Regions from separate parts of the Xenopus laevis genome. Here region 1 is linked to region 2. Evidence: chromatin contacts called from public Hi-C data. All regions are on one chromosome and are shown on one strand. The core of a region is the stretch at or near the end of the contact, and the rest is flanking DNA. Distances in the headings are between cores, read along the strand shown. Region 1 holds the start of cfap45.S (cilia and flagella associated protein 45 S homeolog). Region 2 overlaps igsf9.S (protein turtle homolog A).

Evidence for each region. A called contact is a pair of places that touch in the nucleus more often than the background predicts.
Region 1: a contact with region 2 is called in a Hi-C map of the XL177 cell line, with 3 times the contacts expected there. The contact joins the promoter of cfap45.S here to the enhancer-like site in region 2. A contact is called at or near these places in 3 of 4 Hi-C or Micro-C datasets (the XL177 cell line, the XTC cell line and animal cap).

The regions. Positions count from the first base shown.
Region 1 is chr8S:100,235,959-100,241,248 of Xenopus_laevis_v10.1, forward strand. It overlaps cfap45.S (cilia and flagella associated protein 45 S homeolog), which reads left to right and starts at 3,771. Exons shown (of 12, transcript NM_001095394.1): 1 at 3,771-3,825.
Region 2 is chr8S:100,174,155-100,179,365 of Xenopus_laevis_v10.1, forward strand. igsf9.S (protein turtle homolog A) reads left to right here. Exons shown (of 21, transcript XM_018233517.2): 21 at 1,310-1,993. The coding sequence ends at 1,530. Among protein-coding and RNA genes, the nearest start is that of tagln2.S, 20 kb to the right of the region's middle. Within about 2 kb of position 2,582, at least 1 of the 7 cell types and tissues checked has an H3K27ac peak or open chromatin away from gene starts, as enhancers often do.

The DNA.
Region 1 (5,290 bases), core at 2,521-5,020, 63 kb after region 2:
CAGTATACCAAATAAACATTACCAATTACCAACAGTTCCACTGTGTTTCACAATGAGCTATAGAGCAGATTTTGCCCGACGTGGCCCCGTTTGCACTGGTTTAAATTGAGCCCCTGGCTCAGCTTAAGGGCTCTTACACATGAGCGTTCCAAACTGCGCTCCCCTGCGTTCCGTTTTTTGGCGTTCAGCCGCAGGGGAGCGCAGGAATAGATGCAAGTCATTATTTGAAATGGGGCTGTACTCACTCAGGCGCGTGTAGGCGCCGAACGCAGGTTGAGACGCAACATGCTGCATTTTTCCTGCGTTCGGCGCCTACACGCGCCTGAGTGAGTACAGCCCCATTTCAAATAATGACTTGCGTCTATTCCTGCGCTCCCCTGCGGCTGAACGCCAAAAAACGGAACGCAGGGGAGCGCAGGTCGGAACGCTCATGTGTAAGAGCCCTTACAGGTCTGTAGTCTCAGTGGTTCTTGTTTGCTCTAATTTCCTATTAGCGATGCACCGAATCCAGGATTTGGTTCGGGATTCGGCCAGGATTCGGCCTTTTTCAGCAGGATTCGGATTTGGCCGGATCCTTCTGTCCGGCCGAACAGAATCCAAATCCTAATTTGCATATGCAAATTAGTGGCGGGAGGGAAATCGTGTGACTTTTTGTCAGAAAAATGTTTTCCCCTTCCCACCCCTAATTTGCATATGCAAATTAGGGTTCGGATTTGGTTCGGTATTCAACCAAATCTTTCACTAAGGATTCGGGGTTCGGCCGAATCCAAAATAGTGGATTCGGTGCATCCCTATTTCCTATCCTGGTGGTTAGATACCAGGAAGATGGAGATTTGGAAGAAGGTTAGTCCATTGCAGTGGTGTAACTAGATGTTATTGGGCCCCACAGCAAGTTAATTTTAGGGCCCCCATAAATATCCAGAGGTTCTCTGTTTCACCAATATATTTTGAAATTTCTCATTAATTATGGCCCCGCAGGGCCCCCATACCTCCTGGGCCCCCCTGCAGCCGCAGGGTCTGTTTCCTCTATAGTTACACCCCTGATTCATTGGCAGCTTTTTATATTTTGTAATTTGTAGTCTTAGAACTAGGATTTGTGGCATTTGTTCAGAATAGTCATCTCAGGCAGTTAAATCACCTTTAATTGCACCGTTTCCCCATCCATGGATGCATCAGAAATGCCCTCCATGTGAAAGACGCTGGCTGTCGCAGGTGGCGATTAGTGATGGGCGAACTCGCCAGTCGGGAATTTGTGGTGAATTTCCACGTTTTGCCGAATAAATTCGCGGATTTGGTGCAAAGTTTTTTAACAACAGTTAAATGAATGCCCATTGACTTTAATGCGTGTCAAATTGTCGCCGGCATCAGAATAGTCAATTTTGACGCCAGCTAATTGATGCCTGCGTCTCCCATGCTGTCCTATGGGAAGTGCTAAATGTTTTAAACCTCAACAAAGTTGAGTGGTGGAAATGCCCCTCCAGTACCATTAGTCCAAGATGTCTCTGTAGCGTAGAAAGTGCTTAAAATAACGAGTTGTTTGCAATTATGTCCATGCAAGGGGGAGGCAAGTAGGTCAGCATTATCATGTCATTAAAAACTCCTTGTTGTGGATTTGACGTAGCAATTAAAGGAAAACTATACCTTCAAACAATGTAGGTCTCTATAAAAAGATATTACATAAAACAGCTCGTATGTAAAACCCTGCTTCATGTAAATTAACAATTTTCATAATAATATACGGTACTTTTTTAGTAGTGTGTGCCATTGGGTAATCCTAAATAGAAAACTGACATTTTAAAAAGTAAGGGTGGCCCCCTGGGATCGTATGATTCACGGTGCACACAAACACACCATACATGTTAGGTTACATGAGCCAATGAACAGACAGAGTTGTGTCTTTTGCTTCCACACTTCTTCCTGTTACAGAGTTGTAGTATTTCTGGTCATGTGATCTCTGAGGCAGCACACAGACTAGTGATGTGTGGGTCGGGATTTACCCGACACTAAACCTGCCCTCCCATAGCCCGTGCTAAGGGAGGGCATCTGATGCCCGGGTTAGCTTTTATAGACCTGAGCCAACCCTCCCTGCCGATGATGTCACAAAAAGGGTGGGGCGAGCACATCTATAAAAGACGAACCCGGAAGTCGGCATTTGACCCGCACTCACCCGTGAGGAAGAGTGCAAAGTCAGCCCAAACTAGGGTTGCCACCAGGCCAGTATTTTACCGGCCTGACCAGTAAAAATTATGCTTGACCCCAATGTTGTTAATAGGGAAAACAATCTAAATATACAGGAAGTACGGTTGCCACCTTTTCTGGAAAAAAATCCCGGCCTTCCTATATATTTATCATTTTTCCCTATTAATAACATTGGGTTCAACCATAATTTTTACCAGCCAGGCCGGTAAAATACCGGCCAGGTGGCAACCCTAACAGGAAGGCCGGTATTTTTTTCCAAAAAAGGTGGCAACCCTAGCCCGAACCTGCCCGACCCGCGGGTATCGGGCCGCCCCACACATCACCTTCATGCTGGCGTTGCTCCTCTACTCATTTAACATCTGAATGTTGCTCATGGGTCCAAAGGGCTGGGAATCATTGTTATAATAAGGTTCAGTCTCTCCACAGGCAGGACATTTAAAAAAGCCGTTACTGGTCCTTTTTTCACCTTCATTAGCAAAACTGTAATAACTGGAAAAAAAAACTACAGAAATATGTTCAAACTTTCATAACCTGCCAAGTTCTGTAAACGAAACTGTTGCTTAATTGTTCAGTTTGGGGGTATAGCATACCTCCCAACGTTTTGGAAGTAAAAAGAGGGACAAAAATTTTTTTCCCTCACCTAGCGCAGCAAATTTTTGGACCACACCCCTTTCTGTGGCCACACCCCCTAATTACCATCTTTGTTTTACAAAATTTGGCAGGTTATGAAAGTTTGAAAATATTACTCCTTATCTAAACTGTGTTTTTGTGTCTCAAAAAGTATCTTATTTGCACCTGTTAGCTGTTCTGGGCTCTCTGCTAAAAGCCAATTAAGTGAGAAACTGTGTTTCTTTTTCTGGCTGTTCAGTGCAGAGAAAAGAGGGACTTTCCAGTACAAATGAGGGACTGCAGGTTGAGCTGTCAAAAGAGGGACTGTCCCTCCGAAAAAGGGACAGTTGGGAGGTGTGATATAGTTTTGCTTTAATAAAGGGAGAAAGTGGCACCTATAAGGCCTCTCCACTATAACAACAGATAGAACTTAAATCTATTACTATAATGTGTGAAAGGGAAATAGTGACACTAATGAGGCAGAACAACAGTCACAGCTGTGAATAGACAGAAGCCGGTGCCACCCTGTTATTATTGGACTTCTAGTCACACAGGGTCCCAATATGGCGGCTAAGCTTCTGTTATAGGGTCAGTCAGTCTCTAGTCATACACTGCATGTCATATACTGCTTTATACTTATATCTGTATATAAATCACTTGTGTACATAATATATTTTACTATCATTTCCAGCAAGCTGTGAGTATTAATAGAAACACTGTGTGAGGAGACAATAACAACACACGTGTATCTACTCTAGTCTCTGCACTGTACAACACAGCTCAGCTCCCTCCCGCCTCACAGAGAAACCATTTCCCACAATCCCTTGCGCCATCTCCCAGCCACAGAGATGTCGTTTCCCACAATTCCCTGCACCAGCAGCAGACAAGCTCTCCCCACTCGTCACTTCCTGTTGCCCTGCTGTTTCCATGGGCACAGCTATTGGCTGGGAAGTAGCCGTTACCTGGTAACCAGACAACAGTGAAAGAGTGAGGAGCTGCAGGCAGAGAGCAGACATGGTGAGGGGCAATTGTCTGTATAGAAATAGTCTCTGTGTATCTCATGCGGCTTATTGACTTGTATTTCATCTGCCTCTAGACTTCATACATATAATAATATCACTCTCTCTCCTGTACTGTATATTACACTCTCTCTCCTGTACTGTATATTACACTCTCTCTCCTGTACTGTATATTACACTCTCTCTCCTGTACTGTATATTACACTCTCTCTCCTGTACTGTATATTACACTCTCTCTCTCCTGTACTGTATATTACACTCTCTCTCTCCTGTACTGTATATTACACTCTCTCTCCTGTACTGTATATTACACTCTCTCTCCTGTACTGTATATTACACTCTCTCTCTCCTGTACTGTATATTACACTCTCTCTCATGTACTGTATATTACACTCTCTCTCCTGTACTGTATATTACACTCTCTCCTGTACTGTATATTACACTCTCTCCTGTACTGTATATTACACTCTCTCCTGTACTGTATATTACCACTCTCTCCTGTACTGTATATTACACTCTCTCCTGTACTGTATATTACACACTCTCTCTCCTGTACTGTATATTACACTCTCTCTCCTGTACTGTATATTACACCTCTCTCCTGTACTGTATATTACACTCTCTCTCCTGTACTGTATATTACACTCTCTCTCCTGTACTGTATATTACACTCTCTCTCCCTGTACTGTATATTACACTCTCTCCCCTGTACTGTATATTACACTCTCTCTCCTGTACTGTGTATTACACTCTCTCTCCTGTACTGTATATTACACTCTCTCTCCTGTACTGTATATTACACTCTCTCTCCTGTACTGTATATTACACTCTCTCTCCTGTACTGTATATTACACTCTCTCTCCTGTACTGTATATTACACTCTCTCTCCTGTACTGTATATTACACCTCTCGTCCTGTACTGTATATTATCTCCTGTACTGTATATTACACTCTCTCTCCTGTACTGTATATTACACTTCTCTCCTGTACTGTATATTACACTCTCTTCCTGTATGTATATTACACTCTCTCTCTCCTGTACTGTATATTACACTCTCTCTCCTGTACTGTATATACACTCTCTCTCCTGTACTGTATATTACACTCTCTCCTGTACTGTATATTACACTCTCTCTCTTCCTGTACTGTATATTACACTCTCTCTCCTGTACTGTATATTACACACTCTCTCCTGTACTGTATATTACACTCTCTCTCTGTACTGTATATTACACTCTTCTCCTGTACTGTATATTACACTCTCTCTCCTGTACTGTATATTACACTCTCTCTCCTGTACTGTATATTACACTCTCTCCTCCTGTACTGTATATTACACTCTCTCTCCTGTACTGTATATTACACTCTCTCTCCTGTACTGTATATTACACTCTCTCTCCTGTACTGTATATTACACTCTCTCTCCTGTACTGTATATTACACTCTCTCTCTCCTGTACTGTA
Region 2 (5,211 bases), core at 1,332-3,831:
GTCAGGAAATGATCTCACAGCAAGCTAATACGGCAGCTGCTATACTAAGCTTCTAGATCTGTTTACTCAGGTATGGTAAAACATACTACAGAATAAATATAGTGTTATAGCTTGTACTATTGTGGCTAATCTATTGGCAATAAACTGCTTCAGTAGCTTTCCTTCTCCTTTAAGCCAAAAATGTTCAAATACACCTAGTATAAGGGTTTGGCCAATTGGGCAGAGAACGTCCCTATGTTTGTATCTATATGAATGGGTGGGAGCTGCCATACAGTTTTTTGCCAAGTACAGACATGGGGTCACAGGGAAGGGTTTCTGTTATCCCACATCTCGCCCTTCTGTCTGAATTGGAAAATAATTATTTTGGCAGGAGGCATTTTTTTTATCCTTTAACCCTTCACGTGCCTCTTATCTGATATCACCACCGAATCGTGGGGGGCAACGCACAGAATTCTGTCTGCCCGCCACATGTCCGTCTTTACTAGAAAACAGTTGCTCAATCCACCGCTCTGACTCCCAGATGTGAACACAAACATGCTAAAATCAGGGGTGTAGCTACAGGGTAAGCAGAGCGTTGCTACGGTTTGGGGTGACCAGGATTGACAGGAGCCATCGATTGTATATGCTTATGAAAAAAAATATGGGGGCCCTGAAATGATTATGCTGTGGGGCCCCTTGCCTTCTAGCTAAAGGAACAGTATAAAAATAAAAACTGGGTAAATAAATAGGCTGTGCAAAATAAAAAATGTATCTAATATACTAGTTAGTTAGCCAAAAATGTATCTAATATAGTTAGTTAGCCAAAAATGTATCTAATATAGTTAGTTAGCCAAAAATGTAATGTATAAAGGCTGGAGTGACTGGATGTGTAACATAATAGCCAGAACACTACTTTCTGCTTTTCAGCTCTCTTGCTTTCCCCTGATTGGTTACAAGGCAGTAACCAATCAGAGACTTGAGGGGGGGGCACATGGGCCATAACTGTTGCTTTTGAATCTGAGCTGAATGCTGAGGATCAATTACAAACTCACTGAATAGTTATGTCCCATGTGGCCCCCCTTATTGTCACTGTTAGAGAGCTGAAAAGCAGGAAGTAGTGTTCTGGCTATTATGTTACACATCCACTCACTCCAGAATTTATACATTACATTTTTGGCTAAATAACTATATTAGAAACATTTTTTATTTTGCACAGCCTATCTATTTACCCAGTTTTTATTTTGCACTGAACTGTTCCTTTAAGCCACTGGCTGGGATGTTCCTCTAAACAGGAGCACATGTGTAACCCACTCCGATACCTTCTCCTTAGGTGTGAAGACCCCTGCAGAGGCGCCCAATTCCCCGGCTGGTTCGGGGTCCGTGGATGCTCTCGATAGCCGCTATCCTCAGCCTTTGTCCAGCCCGGAAGAACGCTGCGCGGCCCTTAAGGAGGAGTTTTTGGAATACCAGAGGCGAAATCGCGCTGCACAGAAGGTGCACACTAAGGGTAAAGACTTTGAGGAGTGTTACGAGCAAGCCACACTGCTATGACCCCTCGTTTAGCATGGGGTCGTACCAGATCATACCAGACCAGAAGGGACACTGTTACTGTGGCATTATTGAGTGGGGGGTTTGCCCCAGTATTCCTGTGTTAGGCATCAGGTTTATCAATTCCTGCCAACGTTACATCAGGGTTATCACATCAGCCAATCAAAACGTTTTGTTATATCTTTGCGTGCGGACAACCTGGGCGCCAGCTGTCTTACGTGCACAATACGACTGTTCCTCCTCTCTCACTGAGAAGTATTATGTGGCAGTTTATATTTTATCATAACCAGAGAGTAGATGAGCACAGATCCGACTCCTGCTCCAGCTGTACCAGTGCAGAGACAGGCCGCGGTCATTATGGTGCTCGCACAAGAGATTATGTTGTATATTTAAACAGGATCCATGTAAAAAAAAAAAAAAAAGAGTGATGTACATTTACCCAAAAAGTTATTTTCTTACAGCAAAATCCAGATCTAGAGTGATCATTATATATAAGGAAAACAATGATGGGTTTCCTTTCTGAAGTCGGCAGTGCCACGTCACCGCGTGAGGTTAATAAACGAACTGGCGATCATTAAGTGCCAAAAAATATATGAACGCTGCCACCCTTTGTGGCGACTGACCAATCAGAAGCCAAGCAATCTCCTAGTAACGGATTCTGATTGGACGCTGAAGTGACACTGTGACTTATGTGTAGGCCATTATTTATCAAGGAGTTGCCAGTGAGGAGAAGGTAGCCACATATGCTTTGGCATTGGACCCTTAAGCCTGCCCGACCCTTATGCAAGTGAGCTTGAGCCAGTGGCACACTTGGTATTTTTAAATGGTTTCTTCTGCCTTTTTACTTTTTTCCCCCCTGCACACGTAGTGGTGTCTGGTATCTACGACATTGCTCACGACCCAACTCCGCTCTGTATATTTTTCATTGCTTCGGGAATGTGACTCTTGAACATTTTTTACACGAAAGCGTGAAGCACACATTCCAACTGGTGAGGTTCACTGGGAGACCAAATGGCAGCTGAGTTACATCGCTCTATACACCCCCCTCCCCTCCATGATGTTCAGTTTGACAGGCCAACAATGGCTTTTCAGCCGCCGTTGCGTTATCTCTAACCCTCTACGCTGACACTATGCTTCAGGCAGTTGACTGTCGACGTCAGCACAAGCAATTCCAAGACATCTGCAAAAGTTTGGAAATATTTGGCTAGTAGGCGACTATAGGCAGGACAAAAGGGTAGAAGTTTTGTTTGGAGAGGTGTCAGTGGAAGGCTTCACATTGGAGAACTGGAGAACATGATATATGACTATATAGCAGTGGGTCTGTTTATGGGGTGGCTAAGTCTCCCTAAATCTTCTTTATTCTCTGCCTATGAGTGTGAGGCAAGGTGAAGATGGCAGCAGTAGGACAGGGTGGCGCCATGAGAAAGATGGCGACAGTAGGAGAGGATGACAACAGCAGGGCAAGATGGCTAATCCTGCCCCATCACAAGTAACTGAGTCACTAGTGTCACTAGCAGGGGGCGTTTCATCTTTAACTTTGGTTCTCTTGCAGATTTCTAACCTTCAAGAAATCATGTCCATGTTGAAGCTATTAGTCAATACCAAGACAGGAAGAACTCAAAGCTGAGATTGAAAAGGACTTGACTTGGCAGGGAAGAGCAAAGTGGACCTATGATTAAGATTGGAAAGGGGTTAGTTAATGCAAGATCCGACGGGGTGGGAATTAAGATGGCCATACAAGGATAGAGGACACTAATGATCATATCAAATGGGCGTCCTATGGAGATCACTTCAGAGAGGACCACAAAAATACTCTGATCATGTCCTTTTCATAGGAGTAGGACTTAGTGGAAGTGAGATTGATATAGGCAAGAGCTTAGGTTGAGATTAAGAATGATCGGGGTTTAGTGAAGTCAAAGTCCAAGCAAGGTAGGATTTAAGATGGTCAATACAAGCCTAGATCAACACACCAATGCAATCCTCACCCAATGGGATTTCCAAACCCGCCCAGTAGATTTTTAGTCAGTTATTAATTGAGCAGGCCAACCTGCGCACCAATTACTTACCAATATGATCTGGAGGGGCCAAGTCAACATCTTTAATATCCATGTATGTGGCCAAGTGAAGTGGACTTGAGATCATTGAAAGGTTTAATGGAACTCAGGACCGGAAGGAGCTTTGTGGACACATGTAAGAAGGGCTTAGTAGACTTCAGGTGTGACCAGGTTTTAAAAGCTAGACTATGTGTTGGGCTCAAGAAACGGGCCAGAATTAGCTCAACTAGTACTGAATACATCTGACCCGGGTTATGTGACAGTGTGGGGTGATTTTGCTTGTAACTATATGAGTGGAAAAAAATCTTTTCTTGTCCTTAAAATTCCATGTTTGTCTAATATCCACTAAAAAAAACCTTTATTATTTCATATCTCAGCAATGTTCCAAAAATATTTTAAAAATAACAAATATGTTCCATGGCCACCACTCAAACCTGACTATATACTGTTAAAAGTCGGAGGTGAGCAACAAAGGGTAAATCCAAGGGCACATATCCAGAGGCACGGGAAGTGATAATTATATCACAAAACCCCATCTTTGGAGGATCTCACAAGTCTTGGCAGCCTCACCCATAATGCACTTGAAATGCAGCCAAGGTACAGTTCTGTACATTTTGTCTTAAGATTCCAATTTCCTTATTTTGGCAGGTCCTCCGACCTGATCGGGTTTCGCATGCCCCACGCCAGTTTTATTTTATTTCCGAGGCGCCCTGTATGTAGAGTGGAATTAGAGATAATGAGCAGAGATACTCGGAAAAATGCTATGGTAACCAGTTGGCTGCACCATACAGTTATCTCCTTATCCCATATTAATAAAGTGCCAATAGAGTTTGTAACTCTCAAGGCTGTCTAGTCTGTGGCTCCACGGCTTCTGGTGAACTACAATTCTTATTGTTCCACCGGGTTGGTTGAGTCGTCAGCTTATTGGCCTGTGTATGGGGAGGTTTCAGCAGCCTGCCTGACCAATATTTGGCTAAAGTCCTGGATACCCATCAAATCCTGATGGGTATCACTTCTGATGGGTCACCTTAGGCCTGGAGACCATGTGATCATATCATCCCTATTTTGCTCTGCTCTGTCGACTATTCTGGTACCATGTATGCCCAGATTAAGCCTGGAGTTCTAGGATTTGTAGGTTAACATGAGCTCATGGGTGCTAGTTTGGGCATCAAGGTTATTGTGCAGATAAGCTTCACATATAAAATTAACTTGTTTCATCAGTTTAGTGAATAAGCCATTAGTCTGGCTGCTTTGAACATCATGCCCAGCCATCTCTACGCGCATGATCCCTTTTTTACCCCCTTTTTTAGGTCTTCAGCTCCAGACTGTCCCACAAATATCTCAGTCCTGTTGATTGACTTAATGCCTGGTCCTTGGATTAGCAGAACATCACCTGAAATGATCTTCAGCCGTTGTTCTTTAACCAGCTCTCTGGCTAATGTGGAGACAAAACCATGAGAGGAGGGTGATGTTTTTGCTTTGGGAGGCTAGGAGTAGAAGGCTTCCTTTAACTTAAATTATATATCCGTATATATAGCAGTTGGTCTCTGTTTGGGGAGCCTTAAGGTGGCCATAGATGCACCAATAATATCGTATGAAACCCCCTTTCGTACGATATTTGGTTCATGTA